2 separate regions of the Capra hircus genome follow, and region 2 is linked to region 1. A link is a contact called in public Hi-C data. All regions are on one chromosome and are shown on one strand. Each heading gives the region's core, a stretch centred on a gene start, on an enhancer-like site or on the middle of the called end of the contact. The rest is flanking DNA. Distances are from core to core; before and after follow the strand shown.

Evidence for each region. Hi-C and Micro-C count contacts between places; a contact is called where the count stands out from the background.
Region 2: a Hi-C map of blood shows a contact between it and region 1, with 4 times the contacts expected there. The contact joins two enhancer-like sites. A contact is called at or near these places in 2 of 5 Hi-C or Micro-C datasets (both in blood).

Annotation. Positions count from the first base shown.
Region 1 is chr5:18,644,196-18,650,869 of ARS1.2, reverse strand. No RefSeq gene overlaps it. Among named protein-coding and RNA genes, the nearest start is that of TRNAC-GCA, 23 kb to the left of the region's middle. Within about 2 kb of position 1,294, at least 1 of the 5 cell types and tissues checked has an H3K27ac peak or open chromatin away from gene starts, as enhancers often do.
Region 2 is chr5:19,101,313-19,108,577 of ARS1.2, reverse strand. It overlaps POC1B (POC1 centriolar protein homolog B), which reads left to right. Exons shown (of 12, transcript XM_018047611.1): 10 at 6,828-6,908. Among named protein-coding and RNA genes, the nearest start is that of POC1B, 68 kb to the left of the region's middle. Within about 2 kb of position 4,292, at least 1 of the 5 cell types and tissues checked has an H3K27ac peak or open chromatin away from gene starts, as enhancers often do.

The DNA.
Region 1 (6,674 bases), core at 45-2,544:
AAAGATTTGTACTTGGAAATAAGCTGATTCATCACCTGATTCACTTATACTGAATATCAGCCAAACCATTGAGAACATTTCTGCTCAGAAATGTCTGCCTTTGTGGTTCCCATGAACCTCTTACTTCCTTAAGATCTGTTAGAGTGTTCTAGGCAGGAACCAAGAATGGCTAGCATTTATGTTTTAGTTCAGGTATAAATTCTTTAGATGATTCATGGGGTTTCTTACCATGAAATCATCTTTCTAAGAAGCTTCCTTTTCTCAGAACCTGATACACTTTCAAGTTTTCTATGTTAAAAAATAGCTTTCTGTACCACTTCTGCTTTGCACATGTAGCGAATCCTGGTCAGGAGTGACAGGAAGCTCACTTTCGTGCGAGCGCTGGCTGCCCTGGGACACCTGCTGTGCTAGTAATGAACATGAGATGCCTAACATGTGTTGTCCTTCCCCACCACCGGACCCCAGTTGCCAGGTGGAGGGCTCAGCTGCCCTCGGTCCCAGGATCTTCACAGCTTTATCCAGAGGCTGGGAGTTTCCACGCATCCTGCTTTTCTTCTTCCACATGATTCACGTTGTGTGAGGCTTTAACTCGGGGTCCCCAGGAGAACATTTTTATTCTGTAGCCATTTGTTGTCCATTTATTTGTCACTGTTTGCCAAGTGCCTACTATGTACGTGTCAGCCTGCTGGATGCTGGCAAATTAAGGATGAGTAATGCACAGACCCTGCCCTCAGGATATCAAGCTGCTTAGTCACAATATGATAATCCTGCATATTAGTCCTTTCAACGGCAAGTGATGGGAATGAAATTCACACTCACTTAAACATGAAAGAAAATGTCCTGATTTACATTAGGAAAAGTCCAGGGCTGGTACTGTGTATCAGTCTGGGTCCAAAGTGAGAAGAGTTCAATCAATCAAAAATGTGTGTGTGTGTGTGTGTGTGTGTGTGCAAAATCACACTAAAGGGCTTATTACAGGAATTGTACTGTGCTATGCTTAGTCACTCAGTCATGTCCAACTCCTTGTGACCCCATGGACTGTAGCCCAACAGGCTCCGCTGTCCATGGGGATTCTCCGGGCAAGAATACTGGAAAGCGTTGCCATGCTCTCCTCTAAGGGATCTTCCCAACCCAGGAATTGAATCCAGGTCTCCTGCACTGCAGGCGGATTCTTTACCATCTGAGCCATGAGGGAAGCCCTATTGTAAGCATTTGACCTATGCAATTGTAGAGGCTGGTTAACCAGTTTCTGTAAGGCGGTCTTCATCTCATATACTGGAGCATGAAGATCTCCGAGCTAGCTATAAGGAAGCTAGATGTGAAGTGGGAAGGACCGAGAACAAACTGGCACTCCTGCACGTAACCTATGCGGTCGGATGGGAACCTCCGTTAGCCTCTCATCATCTCCCGTCCACATGGGACTCCTGTGGTCCACGAGTCAGGAAAACTGCAGGGAAGTCTGAAGGAAGGCGGAGTTGATGGGAACCTGGCTGCCACCTCACACACACAAAGGCAAGTCACCCAGCAGCACAGTACACGTGTGATGGGCAGTATCCAGCCCCTTCCCCAGCTGGCTCAGACATCAGAACGACACGGCTGCCTTCATGCCTATCCTCCGAATCCCACACAGAACATCTTTACCACTAGTGCCGCCTGCAAAGCACATTTTAACTACAGGCGCCGGGTAGTGCAAGTAGTAAAGAATCCACTTGCCAATGCAGGAAACAGAAGAGCGGGTTCAATCCCTGGGTTGGGAAGATCCCCTGGAGGAGGGCATGGAGAGTACCCACTCCAGTACTCTCGCCTGGAGAATCCCACAGACAGAGGAGCCTGGCAGGCTACAGTCCCTAGGGTCGCAAAGAGTCAGACACAACTGAAGTGACTAAACACACACACACCAAGAATACATGAATGATTTTCCCCAGGGAAAACCAAGGTATTGACACTAAAAAGGCAAACCCAGCCCCAAAGTAAAAGTCCACTAATACAGAGAGAAACCCAGGGAAGCTTTGCCATAGGACATAATGGTAACAATACAAAAGCAGCTGGATGCATAGAGTAATTACTAGGCTGAGATCTGGAAACACAGTCTTTATTGTCAGTCTTTATTGCTACTTCTATAATCTAACTAGGTGGCCTTAAGCAAGTTGCTTAACCTCTCTGCAACTAAATGATCTCATCTGACGACGGAAAATGTTAGCCTAGATTTATTCATTCATCCAGAAAGCAATTATAGAATATTTAACCATATGCCACACCCTGGGATGGACAGAAAGCCCTTAAGGAGCTTATTATCTAATGAGGGAGACGAACAGGCAAAGTTACAACACACACAAGGGACGCCGTACAGGAAGGATAGGAACTCCTTTCTGGGGCAAAGTTTAGGGGACAGGAAGCTTCCCAAGGGAGGGCATCCTAAGAACTGTTAAACGACAGGTAGGATTTTATTGGCAGATGGGTGGAGAGACTTCATTCAGCTGGTAAGGATAGCAGATTCGTGAAGGGGCAGAGCAGCAGAGGGGCAGGCCGCATATGAGGCAGACTTCAAGGGTTTAGGGCACTTGTGGACACTGAACAAAGATAAGTTCTCTGTTAAGGATCTGAGCAAGAATTTCAAGTCATGCTCGGGAGTGTGGCCATTATCCTGAGGAGGGCGGGGCAGGGATGATTTGGGTAGGGGAGCCTCATGAGTGGTGTTCAAGAAGCTGGGTGTCAGTAGGGAAAAATAAGGGGGAGCAGGGCAAGTGGTTGGCTGAGAAATGGCTTCTCACATCCAGGTGGCAGAGGCTGCAAGCCGGGACTTGGGAAGTGGTGTTCTGTCTGGAGTTAAGGGATATTTAGAGGGCAGATTGTTAGGCTGTACTCATTTACTAATGGTGAAGGCAAAATGCCAGACCCTAGACTAACAACCAGGAGGAAGGAGGGGGGTTGCTACCATCTAAAAAGGGAAAAACCAGAGGAGGAGTAGGCTGGGAAGAGGTGGAGGGAGGTGTTGAACTCAGTGTGGAGTATGTTGAACTTTTAGGAGGCTTAGATGGAGAAGTCCATGAGGACCAGAGGTTCTATCTTTATGCTAGGAGTCCTTGATTGTACTCAGACTGTTCATGCAGATTTTTGAGCCTTTCTTATCTACTCATGAGGATGTAAGAATGCATATCATCATAAATATACAAGGACTTGAGAAGTGCTTCATAGCTACAAGGAGTGTGTCTATTGTGATATGCTATTGCCAATGTTTAGTGAGAAAGCATAGCTGTATTTTATGATTTATACAACAAAGGAATGGAAACAACACATCTATTCCTAATTCCTCTAATTTTTTATCCCAGAGAGAAATCTTGGAGTAGGAAAGAACTCTTTCTGATGATTCTTCATAAAATGCTTTCTCCACTCTTCAGTTGAAATGACAGTCTATGTGAAGAATAACTCTTGGTAAAGAAATATTTCTTCTTCTTCAGAATTTTTGTAAGTAATATATTATTACCATCATTCATGATAGGAATGCGAAAGATATTCCAACATAACTAGATCTTTATACTACAATAAAAACACAGTCTCTAATCCCATTTCCCATACCATTTCCATTTTCTTTAAAAATGATGTCTTTTATTTATATATTATTGTATATGTCTATAGTGAGAAGTATTTGTGCTAATCCAAATTTCCTTCTAGAGTTATATCAAGTACTATTCTATTTTTAAATGATCGTGAAAATAAAATTGACCAGCATTCTGGGGGCTCTCTGTTCAATGTCAAGGCATCTGATGAGATACATAGAAACAAAATAGATTTGAACATGATCACAGTATCTCCTAACAAAGTTCACTTAGGTTACGGTTCTTCTTTTCCTGTGTCTCTAGTAGATGGAGTCTTTACATTCATGGAAATTGTCTTTTGGGGCTAAGGAAGGCAACAAAGGGACTTCTAAACTTTTGTTTTTCAATTTTATTTCATTTTTACTTTTTATTTTATATTGGAGTATGGTCGGTTTATAAATCATTTTAGTTTTTCAAAGTGGGATGGGAGGAACTTAGTTTAGTTACACATATACAGATTTTAGTTACACATATACAGATATCTATGATTTAGTTACACATATACAGATATCTATTCTTTCTCAGAGTCTTTTCCCATATAGGTTATCATTAAGTGTTGAGTAGAACCCCCTGAGTAGGTCCTTGTTGATTATATCTATCTTATACAAATTTATTTGTCTATAAATAAATAAAGGAAGGAGACATGTTTTCCCCTTAACCCTTTCTTAAATTGGATTTATTAATTTGATTGGAGCTAAGATCAGTGACTTAGGACAGACTGAAAATTTGGGCTCTGTTTGTATGAGGACACAAAGTATATATGAAATTGATGTCATATGCTGACATGACCTACCTGTATATACATACATGTCAGGGGCTTCATTTTAATGCAAAGTTCCCATTAAATCCTTTTCACAACTTTGTCAAGTAGATCTAACTGTTTGTATTTTACAAATGAGGAAAGTGAGATTCAAGGATGTTAAATAACTCGTTATTAGTCATTGTTATAAATCAGGTTTGTTTTCATCTGAACCTTAAGTTCCTCCAGCTTTGAAAAACCCTGGCCAGTTCTATACCTGATGTACACACTTTATCTTATAGGTGGAAATAAAAATCACAAGGAGCAATTAATTACAAGTTAAAAGTGAGGAATTCTTGTCTTAGCTTCACTATTGATCATTTAACTCCTCTTATAGCAAAAGTTTCTATATCCACAAAATAAAGATAAAGGCATCGGTATCTATTCTTTCTAGCTTAAATGGTTGGTATAAGGAGTTGGAGTTGGAGGAGTCAGAAGAAAAGAATTCACATTCCAGTCCAACCACTCACTTACCAACTCTGCAACCTTGAGCAAGTCACTTCACAATCTCACCTCAGCTTCCACATCTATTAAATGGGAATATTGATAGTCTTCCTATCTCATATGATAAAACACCATTGGAATGAAACCAATAGTTGTTGGTAAAATTCAGCAGCCATTTATATACAGGATTTGTAAGGTAATATTCCTCTGAGCAGAACTTGTACTGTGGAACAGAGTGTGTGTGTGTTAGTCGCTTAGTCGTGTCCGACTCTGCAATCCCATGGACTGCAGCCCACCGGGCTCCTCCGTCCGTGGGAACAGAGTGTAAGCAAGAAATTTCTCAATGTGTGTATTAGTTTTCTATTGCTGCTATAGCAAATTAACCCAAATTTGGTGATTTAAACAAGAGAAAGGTACTATCTTAATTTTCAGTAGGTCAGAAGTCCAGTGCAGGTCTCTCTGGGCTAAAATCAAGGCATCATGGGGACTATGGTACTTTCTAAAGGATCTGGAAGAGAACCTATTTCTTTGTTATTTCCAAAAGCTAGATGTCACCTGCATTCCTTGGCTCCAGATCTCTTTCCATTGTCTTTAGAGCCGGCACTGCGGCTCCTCTCCGTGCTTCCTTTGGTTGCTCCATCTCTCTCTGACCATAGGTGGGAAATTCCTTGATTTTAAGGATTTATGTGATAAGATTGGCCAACCTGGACAATACAGAATATCCTCTTCCTCCTCATCTTAATGACCATACACTTAATTGCATCTACAAGTCCTTTTTGCTGTGTAACATAACATATTCAGAGGTTCTGTGGTCATTTTGAGGGAAGGTATCATTCTGCCTACCACAGTGGATAGCATAGCAGAAGTAATGACTATGGAGTTACTGAAAGTGATTTCTTTTTTCTAAAGTACCTAGCCTTTGCTGCCTAGAAATCTGTATTTTACAAAGCTCCCCGTGTGGTTCTAATGAATAACCAGGTTTGAGAACCACTGCTCTGGGAGCTATAGTATAATCCAGTTATTTTCCAGCAGATGGAAGAAAAGAAGTGAAGATGGATCTTGATTTCTTGTACGAAATCTAGATTTCCCAGAGACACTTTCTCTGGAAGATATTTTAAAAAATCTACTTCAAGATAGTTATTTCCCTGGAGTGTTTTGATTGTCATTCTAAAGCCGTGACAGAGACGTGATGAACTTTGCGGGTCACTACCAACTGTCCAATTTTATAAAAATGTGTCAAGTTCTGTAAATGTTACAATGATCTTTAGAAAGGATTTTCCCTCCAGAAAAGAGAGCATTTACTTCACACCCATTAAGCTAAGTGATCATGACACTCTCACACCCCTGAGCACATTTAGTTCTTGATAGAAAATGAGACATTTAGCGTATTGTAGAAACATAAAGACATTGGTAATTTTACTGAAGCTTTCATTTCTCAAAAAAAAAAAAAAAACCCGATGTGTAAGCATAAAACTAATGTACAGTTCCTTCATTTTGTAGATAATTTGCTTTCTGAAGATTCTATAACAGTTTTCCTAATTTTACACAAGAAAAGACTGGTTTTGAACAGATGCCTCATTAATGCGTTCTTATGTTTCTCTCTTTCAATTTCTTTATATTAATTTTTTTACAAAAATTATTTTAACCCAAGACTCAATGTATTTTACAATATACAATGCACTCTGTCCCAAATTTTCAAACTTCAAGAGTAGAGAAATTATTATTGGAGTGAAAAGTTGATATTTTTGCCCGTACACCACCCCTATATGCTGTGGGAATCTGCTATTGTCTGCTCCTTTGTTCTCAGGGATGAACATGTGATCCCAAGTGGACCA
Region 2 (7,265 bases), core at 3,043-5,542, 450 kb before region 1:
GTGATCTGTAGCCCGCCAGGCTCTCCTGTCCATGGGATTTCCCAGGCGAGAATACTGGAGTGGGTTGCCATTTCCTTCTCCAGGGAGTCTTCCCAACCCAGGGATCAAACCCATGTCTCTTGCTTGGCAGGTGGATGCTTTACCACTAAGCCACCTGGGAAGCCTGTAAGCAGTCATACATATTTACTAAATGGGGATTGAAATAAAGTTTCAGTAGCAATTGTCATCTATCATTTATTTACCAAGAAAATTTTTGAAAATGGCACTTCTGAGAAAGTGAATGTCTGGATACATAATTCAGTTTCTAATACTAGCAGATCAGAGACCAATTCATAGAGTCGTTATCCATTTCTTTTCCTTTTCTTAGTTATGGAAGATGATTGGGGGAACTAATGTTCTGTTTCCCTAAGTATAACAAGTAATTATGATTTAACACTCTTAAGTATGGCTTGTATATAGGACAGCGACAAGAGCCATGTCCTGAGAGAGTATATAGATTGTACAAAAAGATATTCTTACAACTCCAGTTTGTTTTTATTTTTTATATTTAGCAAAAGGCTTCATTCTTACTAGATGCCCAGTAATAGTGAGTATTGAACATTTACTACCTATCAGTTACTACCTGAGGACTTTGCATTTATTACCTGCTTAAAACTAAGTATACAGTATGGCTTACATTTGTCAAAATTCAGATTTCATGACATAAAATGCCAGAGACTTTGTGATATAGGATTCTGCATAAGAACAATGTACGGTTCATTTTTTTCCCATAAAATCTCTTAGAGTAAAGCAAGGGTATAAAGTTTTCTGGACAGAGAACATCTTTAACATTATGAATAAATAATTGTTAAATATCAAATTATTTTTTAAAGGCTTCAAACTAATGTCTGTGAATCTCTCATAGAGCTAAAAGGCTGTTACTTTTTAAATGTCACTTAGAATAGTGTGAATCAGAATAGAAGATGTACTGTGTATTAATTTAAGATAAGCAAATTTTACTTTGAAATACTAAATTTGATGGATTAAACTTTTTTTTCAAAGCTTTAGGCAAAGTAATATGTGCCTTTGGAAATAATTGAAAACTAGCAACCCCCTCTTTTTGAGGTCAAAATTCCTAATTAAAAGAAGAAAAATATATTATTAGAAAATGTGAAATAAATTGCATCTAAATGATCTAATTTCCCCAGCTTCCTCTTTTTTTTTTAGTAACCAGAAGGGTTTCATTTCTGAGTTTGAAGCAACACTGTATTCCTGTGATTTGTATTTTTTGTGTTTTCTATTAGGCTGATTTGAATCACATAATCTCAATCTTCTGAGTGAAATTATTTGATATTTTACAAAAGTCATCCATTTGCCAGTCTTTTTAAAGGCACCACTTGTTTGAAGGTTTGGAATCTTATGGAGTCTTAGACCTTGGGTACCAGCTGACTACACATAAAAATTACTAATTCCTACACAGTTAGAGCAGAGAAGGCAATGGCACCCCACTCCAGTACTCTTGCCTGGAAAATCCCATGGGCGGAAGAGCCTGGTGGGCTGCAGTCCATAGAGTCGCGAAGAGTCAGACATGACTGAGCGACTTTACTTTCACACCTTGGAGAAGGAAATGGCAGCCCACTCCAGTGTTCTTGCCTGGAGAATCCCAGGGATGGGGGAGCCTGGTGGGCTGCCATCTATGGGGTCACACAGAGTCGGACACGACTGAAGCGACTTAGCAGCAACACGGTTAGAGAGGGTGATGGGCAGATTGCTTTTAGAATAAATGAGAGATGTCGGTCACATGAAAGAAGGCAGAAAGCATAAAATCTTCCTCTTCACTGTGTCAGACCCCTCCTCTGTCCTTTCTGCTTATCTACCTGCAAAGCCATTGTTAATACTCCTGGCCTGGGCACACTGTCTTAATTAAAACATAAGACAACTTCTTTCTTTTCTAATACAAGGTATTTTAACCCTGTCCACATTGTGCAATGGCACATCACTAATTCACGCTGACTTCGTCTTTTTCAGACTGTCACGAGCTGGGCTACATAGTCCAAACCCCCAGACAAAACCAAACTTTCCTTCTCGAAGGAGGAACTAACTTTAAAGTGTGTGCCTGACACTTTTCTTCCCCACCTTTTTGCACATTTTGATGGGAAGACATAGAGCCATTCTAGAAGATGGTGGTAGATCTTGGAGACAGGCTTCAAAACAGCTATTCTAGGAGCGTTGCGGGATATTATTATAAGAAGGGTTGGCAGTGGTGGTGTTCACTCTCTAAGTCACATCCAACTCTTTGCAGCCCTACCTATGGACTGTAGCACGACAGGCTCTTCTGTTCTCTACTATCTCCCAGAGTTTGCTCGAATCGATGTCCAATAAGAAGGGGTTCAGTTCAGTTCAGTCGCTCAGTCGTGTCTGACTCTTTGCGACCCCATGAATCGCAGCACGCCAGGCCTCCCTGTTTATCACCATCTCCCGGAGTTCACTTAGACTCACGTCCATCGAGTCCATGATGCCATTCAGCCATCTCATCCTCGGTCGTCCCCTTCTCCTTCTGCCTCCAATCCCTCCCAGCATCAGAGTCTTTTCCAATGAATCAACTCTTCGCATGAGGTGGCCAAAGTCCTGGAGTTTCAGCTTTAGCATCATTCCTTCCAAAGAAATCCCAGGGCTGATCTTCAGAATGGACTGGTTGGAGCTCCTTGCAGTCCAAGGGACTCTCAAGAGTCTTCTCCAACACCACAGTTCAAAAGCATCAATTCTTCGGTGCTCAGCCTTCTTCACAGTCCAACTCTCACATCTATACATGACCACCGGAAAAACCATAGCCTTGAAGTTAATTAAAAAGATTTCGTCAATAATTGTTTTTTTGGTTTCTGATTTCATAATGGCCATTTGAAGTTACCTTAATCACCACATTGCATAGCAAATTCTATATGATATTGAGCAGTAAGGAAAACTTCCTTTAACTTTAACCAAATATTTATATAAAGATATTGTGTGGTAGTCTGGCCACGATTCATAGTTGAAAACTACAAGTGATCAATTTACGACTTGGAGTCTGAGATTGAGTTTTTATTTCAACCTTCTATTAAGGTTGAAACATTGTGTCATTAATTAATGGTTAATAAAACTGACCTCCTCTACCAATTTTGTATTTCAGTTCTAGCTGTGGTATATGTATTGTTTTGTACCTCTGAAAATGTTCTTTAGAGATTATCAATAATAATATCTAACACATGCAACATTATTCTAATTGCCTTACATAAACTGTCATTCAGTCTTCCTAAAAACTATAAAGGAAGCACCATTTGTATTCCATGAGAAATTGAGGTCCATGTAAGTTAAACCTTAGAGCTAGCAAGCAGCAACATGAGAATTGCAACCAGTCACTCTGGTTCCATTCTGTACCTTTAACTATTTTCATACAGTGCTTCAATAGAATCGAGATTTAATTTCATCCTGTTAACAAATACTGGACATCATAGTAGCTTTAGATTATGCAACAGTGGACAGGATGGACATGTTTCTTGCTCTTCAGAATTTTTTAGCTCATGAACGCCTCACTGTCCAGAACCTCGGCATGGGATGGAATCTGTGAGGGCACCTGTATTAATCCTCCATCATGCATGAATCCCTTGTTCGATGATGGAAAACAGCCTCTCATGAGGCAGCTGATTCCCATTTCAAGGCAACTCTAGTTATTGAAGCGTTATTTCCTTTAATAAAAATGGAGAGCTAGAAGGTGCTGTTAATATTCACGGAGATTAGCTTGCAAAGAACTTAACTGTAAGTGTCACTGTCTCAGCATATTTTCTTTGTGGAGAAGACTGTAAACTTTTACTTAGTGAGACTTTCCTGCTTCACTTAATGAATGTGGCAGCAACTTGTAGCACGATACAGTAAAATATTGTTATAGCAAGAATTTCCCAGCTCGTAGAAGCTCAAGGATTTCTCTATGAGAGACGCTGATCGTTTCCATATGATTTCATCTTTTGGAGAAGTTCTTGTTTCAGATGGCAAAAGCAGACTGAATTTTTCATTGGTAAACAATTTCACATCTACACTAGGTGGCAGTAGATAAAAGAAAATAAGGTGTCTGCGAGCACTTCCTGGACAGCTAGCTCACCGTTGAAAGGAAAGCAGGTCGGCCTCAGGTTTCTTATCTTTGCCTCAACTCTGGACCCAGAGCTGACGGGAAGGAGGCTGTGCGTTCTGCTCTGTGCAATGGCCAGAAAAAACCTAGGCAAATAGATGGTCTTGTATGGTTCTGATTCTTTCTTTATTGCAGTATAGGGATTGTTGGGTGTGTACCCCTCTGCCTGTAACACAAGTGGCTGGATAAATGTAAACACTTCACAGTGTTTCCAAAGCTTCAGCTGTACTGATCAGACATGATACTGCTTTTGAAATCATTCCAGTCCTCTTAACCACAGGTTCAGCCCCTATTCCCACAGCCCTGACTGCTGCAGTGTTCTCACTGTTATATCCCTACTTTATTCTGGATACTGTACGTGTTCCCGCCACCATAATCTTTCTAACGTGCATTTTAGCCTCCAGTTCTTCTGTGCCTCCCCAGAAGCCTTCACCCCACACAGTCTGACCCTTGCCACCCTCTCTGGTGGCCACCTTGTGCAACAGTTTGTGTCAGCATTCTGCCTCTATGCTCGGGGAGGCTCATAACCGCATCTCCGGCCCTCTCTCTCTGCTTTTGTTTTCGTAACTTCTCTAAAGAAGTCATCTTAAGCTCTCTCTGCCCCATGGGAAGCCTTTCTCAGTCAACAGTCCCTTCCTGAGGTTCGCCAGTACACTCACTGTTGGTAGCTTTTGATACCAAGTTCTGCTGTCTTTAGGGGGCTTCCCTTGTAGCTCAGCTGGTAAAGAATCTGGCCTGGAGAATTCCATGGACTGTGTAGTCCATGGGGTTGCAAAGAGTCAGACATGACTGAGTGACTTTCACTTCACTTCACTTCTGCTATCTTTGTTGCCCTTTGTTTACTTCTTTATATTCATAGTTTAGTGTAAATAATTAGTGACCTTGTGGTTTCTTTCCTTTTTTTTTTCCAAATTCTGAAATTATCTTCCTCCAAAGTAGTCACCACTCTATTATTCCCTTGCTTTTCTTTTAACTTTTACTATATATGTTTGAATCAATAATTAGATATTATTTCATTTTGGATAGTTCTAAACTTTATATAATGGAATCATACTATGTATATTTTTATATAACCTGCTTTTTTATTTCACATTAAAATCCTGAGATTTGTTTGTATGGATTCTGAATTCATGCTTTCACATGCTGTCATGCATAGTTGTATTTCATTCATTTTCACTGCTGTGTAGGATTCCAATGAATTTAAGACAGTAATTCCCATGATTATGTATCTGTTCTACTGTTGATAAACATTTGGGGATTTCTGATTGTGGTTTGTTTCTTGAATTTATTTATTGTATTGACAGTTGATTTACAATGTAGTGTTAGTTTCTCCAAGATTGTGGTTCTTGTTTTTGCCATTACAAAAAATGTTCTATAAACAGGGTCAGCACATCACTGAGCTTTCTAGCTTTTGTAATCTGATAGGTATTAAGTGGGATTTTGCTTTACTCTTTCCTTTTCTAATTACTACTAATGTTTCTGAAAATCTCCTCATAGTCTAGATAACTGTTAGGCTTCCTGTGATGTTTTCTTAGGACTTCTGTTCTTTTCACATTGATTTGTAGGTTTTTCCTATATATTTTCTTTTTTCTCCTTTTTTTTCCCCTATATATTTTAGATAGTTGTCCTTTTCCAGTTCCAAACATAACATCTCCTCCTGTTCATTATCTGATTGATAACCTTATGGTATCCACTGTGAAACAGAAATGCTTAATATTGGTGTGAACAAGATGGACCCGTTTTTTATTTTTTCAGCCTTATGGCTTTAGTTTTGCTGCTTTAGTTTAAGATATCCTTCTCTACCCCACGTCAGAAAGATATTTTTACACATTTACTCCTATTAACTTTGTAGTTTTAACATACCATTTAGGTTTATAAATTATCTGCTGTCCATCTTTTATGTAGTGTTAGGGATCTATTTAGTGAGCCTGCTTCTCAGGTACAAGTCATCCTTCCTCTACCGATTTGTGGCACCATTTTTATTTTGTATTTGTTTTCCATTTATACAGGGCTTTGCTTCTGAGCTGTTTATGGTATAACTTTCAATGAACTTCTCTAATATCTTTACATGAGTTTTATTTTTCCATAAAGGTCTTATGCATCTTGGTTTTTCTCTGATGTATTTTTAAATTTTTATAGTGTTATAAATTATGATTTTTAAAAATTTGCATTTTCTGTGTACTAAAGTGCAGACATGTCATTGATTTTATATATCAATTTTGGATCTAGTAAACTCTTGTTAGTTTTAATGATTTAGTGGTAGATTCTTTCGTGATTTCTTTGTAGATAATTATATATGAATAACGAATTTTATTTCTTCTGTTCCAATTCCTACATCTTAATGCTTTTATTTCCTTTTCTTGTCTTACTGAACTGGCTAGGATTTTTTTCTGCATCTTTTAAGGTGGGTCATTTATTTTATTTTTAATAGCCCTTCCTAGGTGAATCCCATTGATTTTCAAATGTAAAAGCAACTTTTTATTCCTGGGATAAATTCAACTTGGTCACAATGATCTTTTCTTATATACTGATAGATTTGATAGGCTAATATTTTAAAATTTTCTATCCATGCTAATATACAAATATATTTTAGAATATATTAGGAAATACCCTCTAGATTGTTACAAATGGCATCCAATTTCTTATGGTATAAAAATCTAATATTAGCCTTTTTAATGTACATATGCAGATTAATCCAAAGCTTGATGTAATCGATTTGCAGACCTCCACTCCCCCTGTTGTGGACATCCTTTCTTTTGATTCTACCACAGTAAGTTTCCTTTGGCATTTAAGTGGTATTTAATTGTTTGGCATAATCCATTTTCCTTAAAAAGTATGTGGGAGAAAAGATTATAAAATTGACTAAGTAGCCTAACAGTTTAGAAAAAAACCTTATATGAAAAGTCAACTTATAATGTGTCTAAATTGCCACCAGGGGGAGCAGTACCAGTTTCCAGAAAAGTAGTTTGACGACCCTGAGGGCAGGAGAATCCATGCTGTCTCCTCTCCTGTTAAGGTAGTCCATGTGACATTTCACATGCTGTTAGAGAACAGATTTCCTTTTTTGCTAATTGCCTTTCAGAGGTGCTAAACTTACTTCTCTTCTCCTTAGAAGCTGTAAGAAAAG